3 separate regions of the Danio rerio genome follow, and all the other regions are linked to region 1. The links are chromatin contacts, called in public Hi-C maps. All regions are on one chromosome and are shown on one strand. Each heading gives the region's core, a stretch centred on a gene start, on an enhancer-like site or on the middle of the called end of the contact. The rest is flanking DNA. Distances are from core to core; before and after follow the strand shown.

Region 1 (3,625 bases), core at 405-2,904:
GAACTCTTAAAAGTGCTAAATGTATCTAGCTCCTTTTGTGCACGCTGAAAATAGTGCGCTGCGTCGAAATGATATCAAAGGCTGGAAATACAAAATTCAGATCGATACGGTGCTTTTAATCATATGCACTTGTTGAGAACAATGACCTGAAAAGCATCGGCACAGTCAGTGTGGTACAGTCGAGCGGATCCATTGGTATTCCCAGATAGATCTCGCGCAAAGTTGACCTTTTTACCCAGCACAAACCTGACTCAACTTTCGCGTTAAGATCTGACACCTCGCGTCGGAAAAAAACACACGCGCACCAACACAGCGATCAGTCTTGGTCCAGAAACAAAGATGTCAGCGTATAAGCCTGCAAAGCAGTTTCACTCACTCGCTCGCGGGTCACGTATTATCTCCAGCATTCGGCTTCAACTCCGATCGGTTCCCTATTGAATTGTGCCTTTTCCCCGCAGACTGTCACTTGTTCACGCAGCCTCTGCTTTCTCTGGAGTAGTCGCTATAGTCTAGTTGTACTTCTACTAGTTCGCAGGGGTGTCTCTCTCTTCCTCCCACCTCATGCATTGAACTAGCTTGTCATCGCGTTCGGTTATACGCTTCATGTCTCTTTAATTTCGAATGCATCAGCGCTGTTTACAGCATCTTTATATTTCTAAATCCACGCGGCGGTTTACTGACACCCCCTCCTCCCCCCAGTCGCCATTCTCTATAATCTGAACACATCTGAAAGTTATTACCCCGTCCCCTTTCTTTCTAGTGGGCTGCTCCCACAATCTATTCGTCAGTGTGTTGTTATATTTTTACAATTACACTCTTGTAGTATTTAAGTCCCACCTACATCGCGCGCAGAGCGCACGAGCAAGTATCCCATCCCGCTTTATGTGATGTGCCTTAAGTTTCTCTGAGCTGGAGGAATGTGGCAGCGCACGCGGCGGTTGAACCCTGCACATGCCCCGGCTCGGAACCTGTCTGTCCTGTTCATGCAACCCGATCGTGTCTCGCTGAAAAGCAGCTACCTTGCGCGCTACCTTTGACTGTTTGACCAGGAGTTGAGTCAGTGTGTTTGAAACACCATCAGTGTCCACTACGAAACCTTAAATGCGAGGCTCCTCTCTCACTGTCTTTGTATATATAGCACGTCCGGCCCCCTTGAATCTCCTGTCCATTGGCTTTTCGTGCTCTGTTTTCCTGCGTCCACCCCCAGAGCGCGAGCGCGCGCGGACGCACACACACACACACACACACTCCGCAGCGCACATTGCTTTCATTAAACATATCTCCCCCTCTCTCTCTCCTTGTGTGTGTGCTTGTCTCTCGCTCCCTCTTTCTCGCCTCTTGTCCGGCCCCCTGATCTTTCTGTCCATTGGCTTCTTCGGGTCTATTTTTCATGTCCAGCCCCTAATGAGTGTCCATTGGTTTTGTTATTTCCACTCCCTCCTCCTACTCCACGGCTTTGCCCTGCCCATGTTCTGTATGTCTGTGTCCATCCATCTCCTGACGTTCAAGTTCGCAGGGACGTCACGTCCGCACTTGAACTTGCAGCTCAGGGGGGCTTTTGCCATTTTTTCATCTCTCTCTCTCTCTTTTCAAAAAAGCCATGACGGCTATCCCACAATCCATCTTCCCTGCGCCATCTTTGTATTATTTCTAATTTATTTTGGATGTCAAAGGCATTGATGAAGATATTTTCTCTGGAGTCTCCTTTCTAACCCGGCTCTCCCGATGTGAACCGAGCTGAAAGCCACCACCAACCACCATGTCTCGCCGCAAGCAAGGCAAACCCCAGCACTTAAGCAAACGGGATTTTTCGCGTAAGTAAAGACAAATATATGTTGTGCCCGTTGCCTTTACCTGTTTTTTGGCTGCGTTGTGTAGCGTTGAGTTGCTGGAGAGGAGCGTAATTCTCAGGGAAGACACACTGGACATTGGACAGCGCAGCGCCGATCAAGTGGACTTTAGCGAAGAGAGCGTTCCCATCTCTTGAATGCCTTTACGCGCACCGAATCGCCAAAAAGTTTGTCTTCCATCGCTGTACTTGGAGAAGTTCGTGTCGACTCTGTGTTTAGGCGCATATGTCTTGGCTCTCGTGCCCCAGTCGCTTTGACCACTTAAGAGCAAACGCTCACATATACCGGACCGTGGTGGGTATATGCACGCGTGCTTTCGCTTGCTTATTTACTCTCACATCTCGTGGAGTGTCCCGCAACGCTGTCTGTCTGTGATTCTGGGCAGGATTTCCCCCCTCTCGCACTATTTTTGGAAGATTTTCAAAGAGTGGAAGCGAATTTTGATTGGGAAAAATCTCGTGTCCGACTGTTTACAAGCGCCGCGTGCGCTTACTACCCACTGCCAGCAAATAGAGCACGATAGTCTTCTGCCTGAGACTAACAGCGCAGAGTAAGACATCTGCATATAGCCTAATATCGTTTCGAGTTTTACACATTAACGCTTTTCTAACGTTTGAAGCAAAACGCGGTTGTGCAGTATTTGTGGGCTTTCGCTGAAAAGCAGTAGAAGAGTATTTTACGTTACGCTCTTTGCCGTTTCGAGTACATTTGCAAGGAGAGAAATACGATTTCTATTTAGGCCTGATTTTCGTCTTAAATGTCGTTGACAAAGGTAAGACGAAACCTAAATATAATGCAACTATTTGGATACAAATGTATCGAGAAAACCAGGCTTTTTATGCATATATTCGTAACACACTAACCTACTGTTCTTCCAGAGATCATGTTAGTTGACACACTAAACGTGCTTTGAAGGACTGTGATAAGTTGCATTTTTCTAAATAAAGTATGCTTCAGATTATATGAACCTGAAATGTTGTCAGGAGCTCGACGACACAACCATTTAGCTTCTATCTTTTTGATGTTTTAGTTTTGATGTCTGAAACGTAAATCTTCAAAAGCATTAGTCCGCGTTTTAATAGATAAACGTGTTTGACACAAATCCTGAGTTGTTGTAACATTGTAAAGTATCGTGTAACATTATTGGGTTTCCACACACAGGCTGTGGATCTCAGCGCGGGTTACTCTGCGCTTTCGCTGCTGCACGTGTCCGAAATCCACCGCTAGGGGGCACACGACGATCATAAACTAGACTCGAACCCGATCAGTTTCAGCACTATCTATATTTGACCATATGTTTGCAAGAGCGAAACGTATTGTATATGAACTTGTAACAGTTTTTTTTTTACCCCGTCCTGAACTGGCATGAATTATAGGATTTTTAAAAAAATGTCTTGTATATTTTGTAATGGATCTAGAAAACTAACATGACTTTCAGGTAATGCAAACAGAGCCAGTATCGATCTTGATAAACTTTGCCATCCAATTTATAATTACACAGAAGACGGTTATTTTTAAAGCAAAGAAACAACAAGCGAGCCTACAAACTTTTTTAATGAATTTATTCAAAACCCCTTTGAATTTCATACACAGAGAAGCTAATACTAAATCTTTTTTTTGTAATAAGATGCTTTTGAATTTTAGACAAATTAATTGTTTTTAAGTCTTTAAATATTTTTTAGTTTAAGAACTGATTTAATTTGAAATGCATATGCAGGTAATGTAATTTAAAACTATTGTGAAAACTCAGTTTAATACAGTTTTCCACACTTTCC
Region 2 (3,869 bases), core at 566-3,065, 830 kb after region 1:
TCCAAAGACATGCAGTATAGGTGAATTGTAAAAGCTAAATTGGTCGTAGTGTATGTGTGTGAATGCAAGAGTGTATAGGTGTTTCCCAGTGTTGGGTTGCAGCTGGAAGGGCATCCGCTGCGTAAAACCTATGCTGGATAAGTTGGCGGTTAATTTCGCCGTGGCGACCCCTGATTAATAAAGAGACTAAAGAAAATAAATGAATGAATGAATGAATGGATGAATAAATGAATGAATAAATGAATGAATGAATGAATGAATGAATGAATAACATAGAACAAGTATTTTCTTTAAAATTGAAATCAAGTCGGCATTTCAGAACTGATAGAACTGATAAAGCGCTTTGGCCTTCCCGAGTTCAAATCCCAGCTCATGGACCTTTCCCGATCATGTACCCCTCTCTCTCTCCCACTTCACTTCCTGTCATTGTATTGTCCTGTCAAATAAAAAAGGTAAAATGCCAAAAGAAAATAGCATTCAATAAAAGCCATAATATTTCAAATTGTGGATTGTGTGGAAACATACAGTAGGTTCCAGCACCCACACTCTGTACAATAATGTAATTTGAATGAAGTGAAGTGAATGAAGTGTCTATGCCTATATATTGTAGACCATTTTAATGTGGTGATGTCATTGGCCCATGAACATTTCCTGCTTGTTATCAAACTATTCCATAACTGTAACAAGAGGCAATTCAATCATAACTTCATGTTTAAACAGCTATCATTATTTATCAATACGTGGCTCTTTTTAGATTTTCGGAAGCTATAGAAAGTAAAAATATAAAACAGGAAATACGTTGGGACCATTGTTTATGTTTGCATTCCTCAAAATGGTCTATATGTGTATGTTTACTTATTGCTTTTTATTTTTTTATTGTATCAGGCTATTCTTAAAATACTACCTTCGAAAGTCCACTAAAAAAGTCACTCTTCCAGGGACAATAAAGTATACAACAACAACTAAGTGGATAAAATGGCACATTTGTCTTTCCAGAAGGGGCACAGCAGTTTTCCAGGCAAAAGAATCACGCAAGGGGTCCTTTTATAAGCAACCCACATTTCCCATTTATTTGCAGAGGAATTTTGCCACATAATGTCCAGACACTTTTTCCCCTCTTTTCTTTCTTCCCTCCGTTTTTTTTTCTTTTTTTTTTAAATCTCTTGATCTTTAATCTCTGTGCCAGTGCCTGTAATACAGATTATGGCAGCAAGCTACTGACAAGTCAGTTAAATCTTAGCTGGCTGACAACTCTGGCACCGGAATTATTTGAATACAATCCTCATAAGGGAAAATGTTTTAATAACAGGCAGCCAGCGTGAACGCAACTGCATTGGAGGGTCAGATTTGGCGGCCACTGACTCGTATTAAAATCAGCAAACAAAACCCAGAGTGCGCAAAAATCCTCGCCCAAGTTGTGCGCATATGAAGGGTGTATATTAACTGTCTGCGGTGATAGCGCTGGTAGGGGTTGAAGATGTTTAATGACACATGATCTGTTATTCAAAGCAACATGACAGGCCCACAGAGAGACTGATTTTGCATACTCCACTTATGTCTTCCAGTAATTCACATCAAATCGGCTGCAAAGAATCACATATCGCCTGCTAAGTCACCTGCAATACCTGTCTTAAACATTGTAATAGTGCCCACGTACTAGTCGCAGCAGTTTCACTCGACCGGGCTTAGTTGAAGTCAAAGGAAGGGAGAAGAGATACACAAAGAGAGTGAACATGCTGCCCTCCTCTCTGCCGCTCTACTGGCTGTTCAGACTGCTTCACGCACACTACAGGCTGGCTAATTATCATGGGGTTCTATGCGATCCCCCCTTGCCCCCCTTCAATGGAGCTCAGCACACCCCCACATCCCCTGCGGGCATGGGACGCACTGACAGTAATCTCCCTGTGACAGCACTTGGACGTGCCGTCATTAAGCCGTCCGTGTTATTGAGATGATAGCCCTGAGAATGTGGCCATCGTGCCAAAGAGAGCGAACGATGAGCCGCTCTTCCTCTCCAGCTGAAAGACAATGAAAAAGAAAGAAAGACAGAGGGAGGACAGACAGTTTTCGTCTTTTTTCCAAAAAGCTACAGCAGTTTAATCCATGCTTTTGCCAAGGAATGTTTTGCAGACCATATGTTGACTTAATTAAATATAAAAATCAAGTTAAAAATAGCTCCTCCATAAGAGAAATGCACAACAAATCTGATTTAAGTAGGTAAAAAAGGACGTGTTTACACAATTTATACTTGTGTTGTTCCAATCTTACACAATTTCCCTCTCTATCTGTATGAAAACACAAAATGCCATATTGTGTAGATTCTCCTGGTTGCTCTTTTCCATACATTGGAAGTTGAGTTGTCCCAGCAGGCACACAATGTCATATGATGTTGATCTTTAATTCTATTTTGGTTGTGACATCAAGTGACCAAAATTGAACATCAATTTGCAGTCTAACACTGGCGACAGCTGACATCTAATACCCACGTCATCTGGTGTTGACATTTGGTTGGTTTTTGGCTGGGGCATCAACTCCCTAAAATCCATCGTCATCATAGGACATCCACTCCGGCCCTGCATTTTATGGGACTCCTTTTCAGCCCTGGAGTTTCAAGCCTTAGACCCGCTCACTTCAGTTCACGACTGACTATATTAAGATAACGTCATTTCAAGTTCAGTACTAGGGTTGGGCGATGTCGACCAATTTGGAATCGTACGATGTGCACGACATGTCTGAAAAGCAAGGAGGGATTCGTGGGTGAGAAGGGTGCACGACTTATTTGAGGACCGGGAGGGGGATTAGCGCTTCTTTGCGGGCATTATGAGTCCCGCAAATGCAGAGAGACTCCCGGAACTTTCGGGAGACTTAGGATGACTGAATATCATGTTTAACACCTACAGTGAGACGCGATCCAGCGGTACATCCTTGATAATCTGTCCGACCTGTAGTTTGTGTGTGTGTGGTCACGTGATGTGCGTGTTCAGCGGACGGAGGGCTGTTCAGAAATGGTAGGGAAAACATTGTGGATGTGGATCATTTTCGTTCTAAAATGCCATTTTAACACTAAGACATGTTAGTGTAAACGGGGCCAAAGTGTATATTTTTTGCGAGTGGATTTGCGACAAAGGGCAAGACGGAGGATCGGCGATCGTGCATCGTCTTGTCTATTGGCCATGGGCGATGGATGGATTATAGCATAGTCTATCGGCCCAACCCAATTCAGTACTTCACAGATTTACACTATGCAATGTTTAACAGTATCAGAATCTATTTTCTGTAAGAATTAGCACACATAAATATCCAAATCAACACATATATATTAAGCTATATGTATAAAATAAAGATTAAATTTAAATGTATTGAATTTTCTAATAACACTATCATGACTTTCAAGGAAACAGCTGCTTTATAGTATAGTATAGTGTGTTGGGACTGGTGGTTGGTAACGTTACAGAACCTGGCTCATCAATGTTAGCAGCAAACAGTACAAGAAAACATTCGGTACATAAATGGTGGTTTGCAGACATCTTAGTTTTGTCCTGTCCCTAACGAGCTTAACATTAACTTACCGGCTGTTTCATCATCCTGTTGTACTCTCGCTGCCACTGGTTTTAACAAAAAATATTTAAAAAAATTTTTTAATTCTGGACTTTTCAACGCCACCTTTGCGCGGTTTTTCATCTCTCGCATATCTCTTAACAAATGATTTTGCAGAAGAGCAAGGTGCCGCTGTTGGGGAGTCAAATGATAATTACATCATCATTAACTTGCGGGCCTGCAGCTGGATATTAAAGTCTAACATTAGTAGACGTTCATCTGTGGTTGATTTTATTTGTTGTGAACTAACTAAAATTTATCTTGAATATTAC
Region 3 (3,897 bases), core at 992-3,491, 950 kb after region 1:
ATACCTTGTTCCGTTACTTTCAGTCAGTCCAGAACCCCAGTAAGTTGGGATACCCAAAAAACCCAGTTGTTTTGACTTCATCCATTTGCTCACTGAGTTCAGAATTTAAAAAAAAAATGTCTTGGCAAAACATTTATGTATATGCACATATTTTATAAACACATAACTGATATACAGTAAACACATCTTTCACACACATAAAAAAAAGCATTTCCTCCAGCCTAGCTAGAAAGGAAATCTGTCTTGACTGGCTGTGCACCAGACTGACAGGTGGTCAGGGGCCCTTTGGAGAAACCAGCATCATTATCAGCAATTTGGTCACTCTCTCTGAATTAGAGCTCAAACAAGCTGGGATTGCACTAACGACCACAGAGGTGCATGTTTGCTTTGGTTTATTAATTCGCCTAGCCAGGCTAATTTACATCTATAGCCACTTCATCAGTGACATGCACTCCATGTTTGAGAACTCTCAGATGAAGATGAGGGGTCTTCAGGATTTCCATTCAACACTACTCCAAAGGCTGCATCTGCTTCTACCTCCTTTGGCAATAATAAAATCAGTGTTTATGGATTTTTCCCCTTACATAACAACAGAAATTCCATTACAGAATATTGACAGAATTTAAATTAAAAAAGGATCAAAATATCTTACTAGTTTCTGGCTTTGCTGCCCGTTGGTAAAATTTGAGTTCTGAGAATAAAGGTCCATTTTCATGATATTCCTGGAAATGTACATACAGTATAAATCAGTAGGAGTGGAGACTTTTGGTCTATTTATAGTGTTGTTAATGATACTTCATAAATTGATAAAAATATTTCTTACCACTTTGATCACAAAATCAGCATCATCTCGAACAGGGACATTCACATCCTGAGAAGCTGTAAAATATTGAAAAATTAGAGCTATCCAATGCTTATATATACAGTTAAGATACATAAACAGTTCTAGTTTCAGCAGGCCCATAGTCAGGGGGCTTTGGGTGGTACGAAAGACCCACTCCTCACTGACAAAGGTCCAGAATTTGTCCCATATATCAGCTATTTTTTTTCCTGTTTTGACTGCTATGCCATAATAAATTGTAACAAAAATAATTATCTACAGTACGTAAATAACCCATAGAAAAATGCTTTAGGACCAAGTGGAATCCTGTTTTGGCATCCCAAATTCTGACTTAGGAAAGTTGAATGTGCTGGCCAGTTTTATTTGCCTAATAAATGACAATAGGCTAGTTTTTAATTTAGAACTTTAACAGATTCCTGTTTTTTTCCTAATGATATGTGATGTAATATATATATATTTTTTTATTTGTTTATTTATTTATTTATTTATTTTTATTTTATTATTTTCATATTTCTTTATGAAATATTTAGGGAATGTTTTTGGTAATTAAAAAAGTGTGGTTATGATGATCATTCGGAAAAAAAAACAGTGCTTAAAATGTTACTAAAATGCAGTGTTTAAACCTCAATTAAATAGAAAATATGCCGAATAACTGAAAAAAAATCCACTTTTTGAGAGAAAAAAATAATAACCAACTCTTTCACCCGGCTGGCTAAGGGTTTAAGACTAGCATTAGGCCATAGTTTAATGGGGACATTTTTTTAAATTTTAGCGAAATTTTTTTTTTTTTTTTTTTTGACAAATGGCTTAAACAAATGCATTACTGTGTTTCCATCTTGAGTCAAAACAAAAGCACTGATATTTTTAGATCAGTCAGCAAGTTTCTTTCAATTAAGAAAAAAAATTAAACATAGTGTTCTTTAAACTTAACAAATGGTGTGCCCTGAATTACTCTGTCATCACGTCATAAATGAAACTGAAATGGTAACACATTCATGCAGAATAAAGTCATACCCAAATAAATCAGCCCAAATCCTCCTTTTCCAATCATTTTCCCGATGCGCCAGTTCTTCTTTTCTGAATCCGTTAAAATGCATCCATCTGGAAGTGGACGAGGTAGTGTGTATTTCTTTGGAGGCATTATGTTAAAATTTCATGTAAAACGTTACCGAACGACTAAATACGATTAACTAAAGTTAAATCATTAAGTTAGTCTTATTTAACTTCTGTTTCACAAAAAACACCAAAAATTACAATAGCGCTTTCTTATACAAGTATGTTAGTACTCAATAAGAAATCAAAATATTATACAGCAGCCGAATTTCTATTTAAAATCAGTTCATCAACAGTTTCAGTTCTGCAATTGACTCGACTGCAACTTCCTGAATATGATTGACAGTCCCGCGAAATCGAAAGCAACCAATCGAAAACAGGAATACGCACGTCCTTCATATTCAACTACCAATAAAAAACGTAGAGAGGCGGGACAACACGTACACGTGCTTTATCACAGGATAGTGCAGTTGCCGTTCAAAACAGAAAGAGAAGATCCACTCGTTTACAGGAATCGGTTCATTCAAACAGTCTGCCTCAGTTTATTGATTCAGATAATTCAAACAAAGTCATATAATTTACAAGGCCGTTATAATGTTCATATACCGTGCACAACATTTTATACATGTTTAGATTTGTGTGGTTCTGATGCACATCTAAAATAAAACTGTGTTAAAAACAGTCAAAAACAGGGCGTAAACCTGGACCTTTGTGTTTACATGTGTTAACATTTTGCTATTAAAACACCCCACCCCCCATCCCCCGTTTCTGTATACATTTTGTTTCAGTGAGTCAGTGAACTAGCATCAAACGAGTCATTCGATTCAATTCCTCAACGGACCTTTCAGCGTGAATCATGAACAAGTCTAGGCATGTTCTATGAACAGGATTAATAAATTAAGCTGGATGAAAATCGAACTCAAATATTTTTTCATGAATCTTTATATGTCTATAACTGATCAATTTTAGGGTACAAGATCACGCAGTAAAATATTTAAAGAGCTTTACTCGTTTTTAAATAAGCTTGAAATGTTGATCCATAAAACGTTTCTATGTCACATTAAGCTCAGAATAACTGGGATACGATCACATTTTGGGCTCTGTGTGGGCACATCTCTTTGGAACTCTTGTAGTCCAGAGTGCTATGACACCAATCTTGAGGGGCCGTGGCACCATTTTCCATAAATGCCCCTTGTAATGAAGATGGCATAATTGTTGCAATTAGAGAGAGCAGCTTAGGCTGGCCCTGCAGTGACCCACCTCAGCCCAGGTCCATATGGTCTGAAATAGATATAATGAGGCTCTTAATGTGCTATGTATGCGCAATATGGACTGTAAATGGACAGGCTGTAATTTTCACCAAGGCCACCAAGAAGTGGCAGATAAGACCTTGTGAAACAGTCTTGACTGTTATTAGGCCACATTTCTTTATTTATCTTATATTTTTTCTTACACTTTCTCAACTTTGGACATACATATCTAGTCATACATGTTTCTGGACTTTTTAAATCATGATAAAGATTAAAGTATGCAATGAATCAATGTAAAGTTGTTATTTATTTATTTATTTATTTTTTTTGACAATAAATATTTAGCACAATTAAAAACATTGTAAAAATATATATGGCATACATGTATATCCATGCTAAACATACACTCACCAGCCACTCTTTAGGTAGGCCTACACCTGTCCAAATGCTTTATTTTTTCTGATATTTTTAATCAGACAGTCACATGGCAGCAACTCAACGCATTTAGGCATGTAGACATGGTCAAGATGATCTGCTGCAGTTAAAACCGAGCATCAGAATGAGAAAGAAAGTTGATTTAAGTGACTTTAAATGTGGCATGGTTGTTGGTGCAAGGCGAGCCGGTCTGAGTATTTCAGAAACTGCTGATCTATAGGATTTTTACACACAACCATCGCTAGGGTTTACAGAGGCTCACCAAAATTGTCACTGGGTCGCTGGTTTGAACCTCGGCTCAGTTGGTGTTTCTGAAAC

Evidence for each region. A called contact is a pair of places that touch in the nucleus more often than the background predicts.
Region 2: a Hi-C map of embryo shows a contact between it and region 1, with 2.6 times the contacts expected there. The contact joins the enhancer-like site here to the promoter of bcl11aa in region 1. A contact is called at or near these places in 1 of 18 Hi-C or Micro-C datasets (embryo) and 1 of 4 datasets of contacts at active chromatin or transcription factors (embryo).
Region 3: a contact with region 1 is called in a Hi-C map of hematopoietic stem cells, with 2.4 times the contacts expected there. The contact joins the promoter of vrk2 here to the promoter of bcl11aa in region 1. A contact is called at or near these places in 2 of 18 Hi-C or Micro-C datasets (caudal fin and hematopoietic stem cells) and 1 of 4 datasets of contacts at active chromatin or transcription factors (embryo).

The regions. Positions count from the first base shown.
Region 1 is chr13:29,069,855-29,073,479 of GRCz12tu, forward strand. It overlaps bcl11aa (BCL11 transcription factor A a), which reads left to right and starts at 1,655. Exons shown (of 3, transcript NM_001040391.1): 1 at 1,655-1,814. The coding sequence starts at 1,760. It also overlaps a transcript of pdlim1 not described here.
Region 2 is chr13:29,895,231-29,899,099 of GRCz12tu, forward strand. The region is part of intron 2 of si:rp71-1h3.1 (a long non-coding RNA gene); the gene reads right to left. Among named protein-coding and RNA genes, the nearest start is that of si:rp71-1h3.1, 26 kb to the right of the region's middle. Within about 2 kb of position 1,816, at least 11 of the 62 cell types and tissues checked have an H3K27ac peak or open chromatin away from gene starts, as enhancers often do.
Region 3 is chr13:30,019,740-30,023,636 of GRCz12tu, forward strand. vrk2 (VRK serine/threonine kinase 2) reads right to left here and starts at 2,242. Exons shown (of 13, transcript NM_201170.2): 1 at 1,856-2,242; 2 at 824-879; 3 at 653-722; 4 at 5-92. The coding sequence starts at 1,982.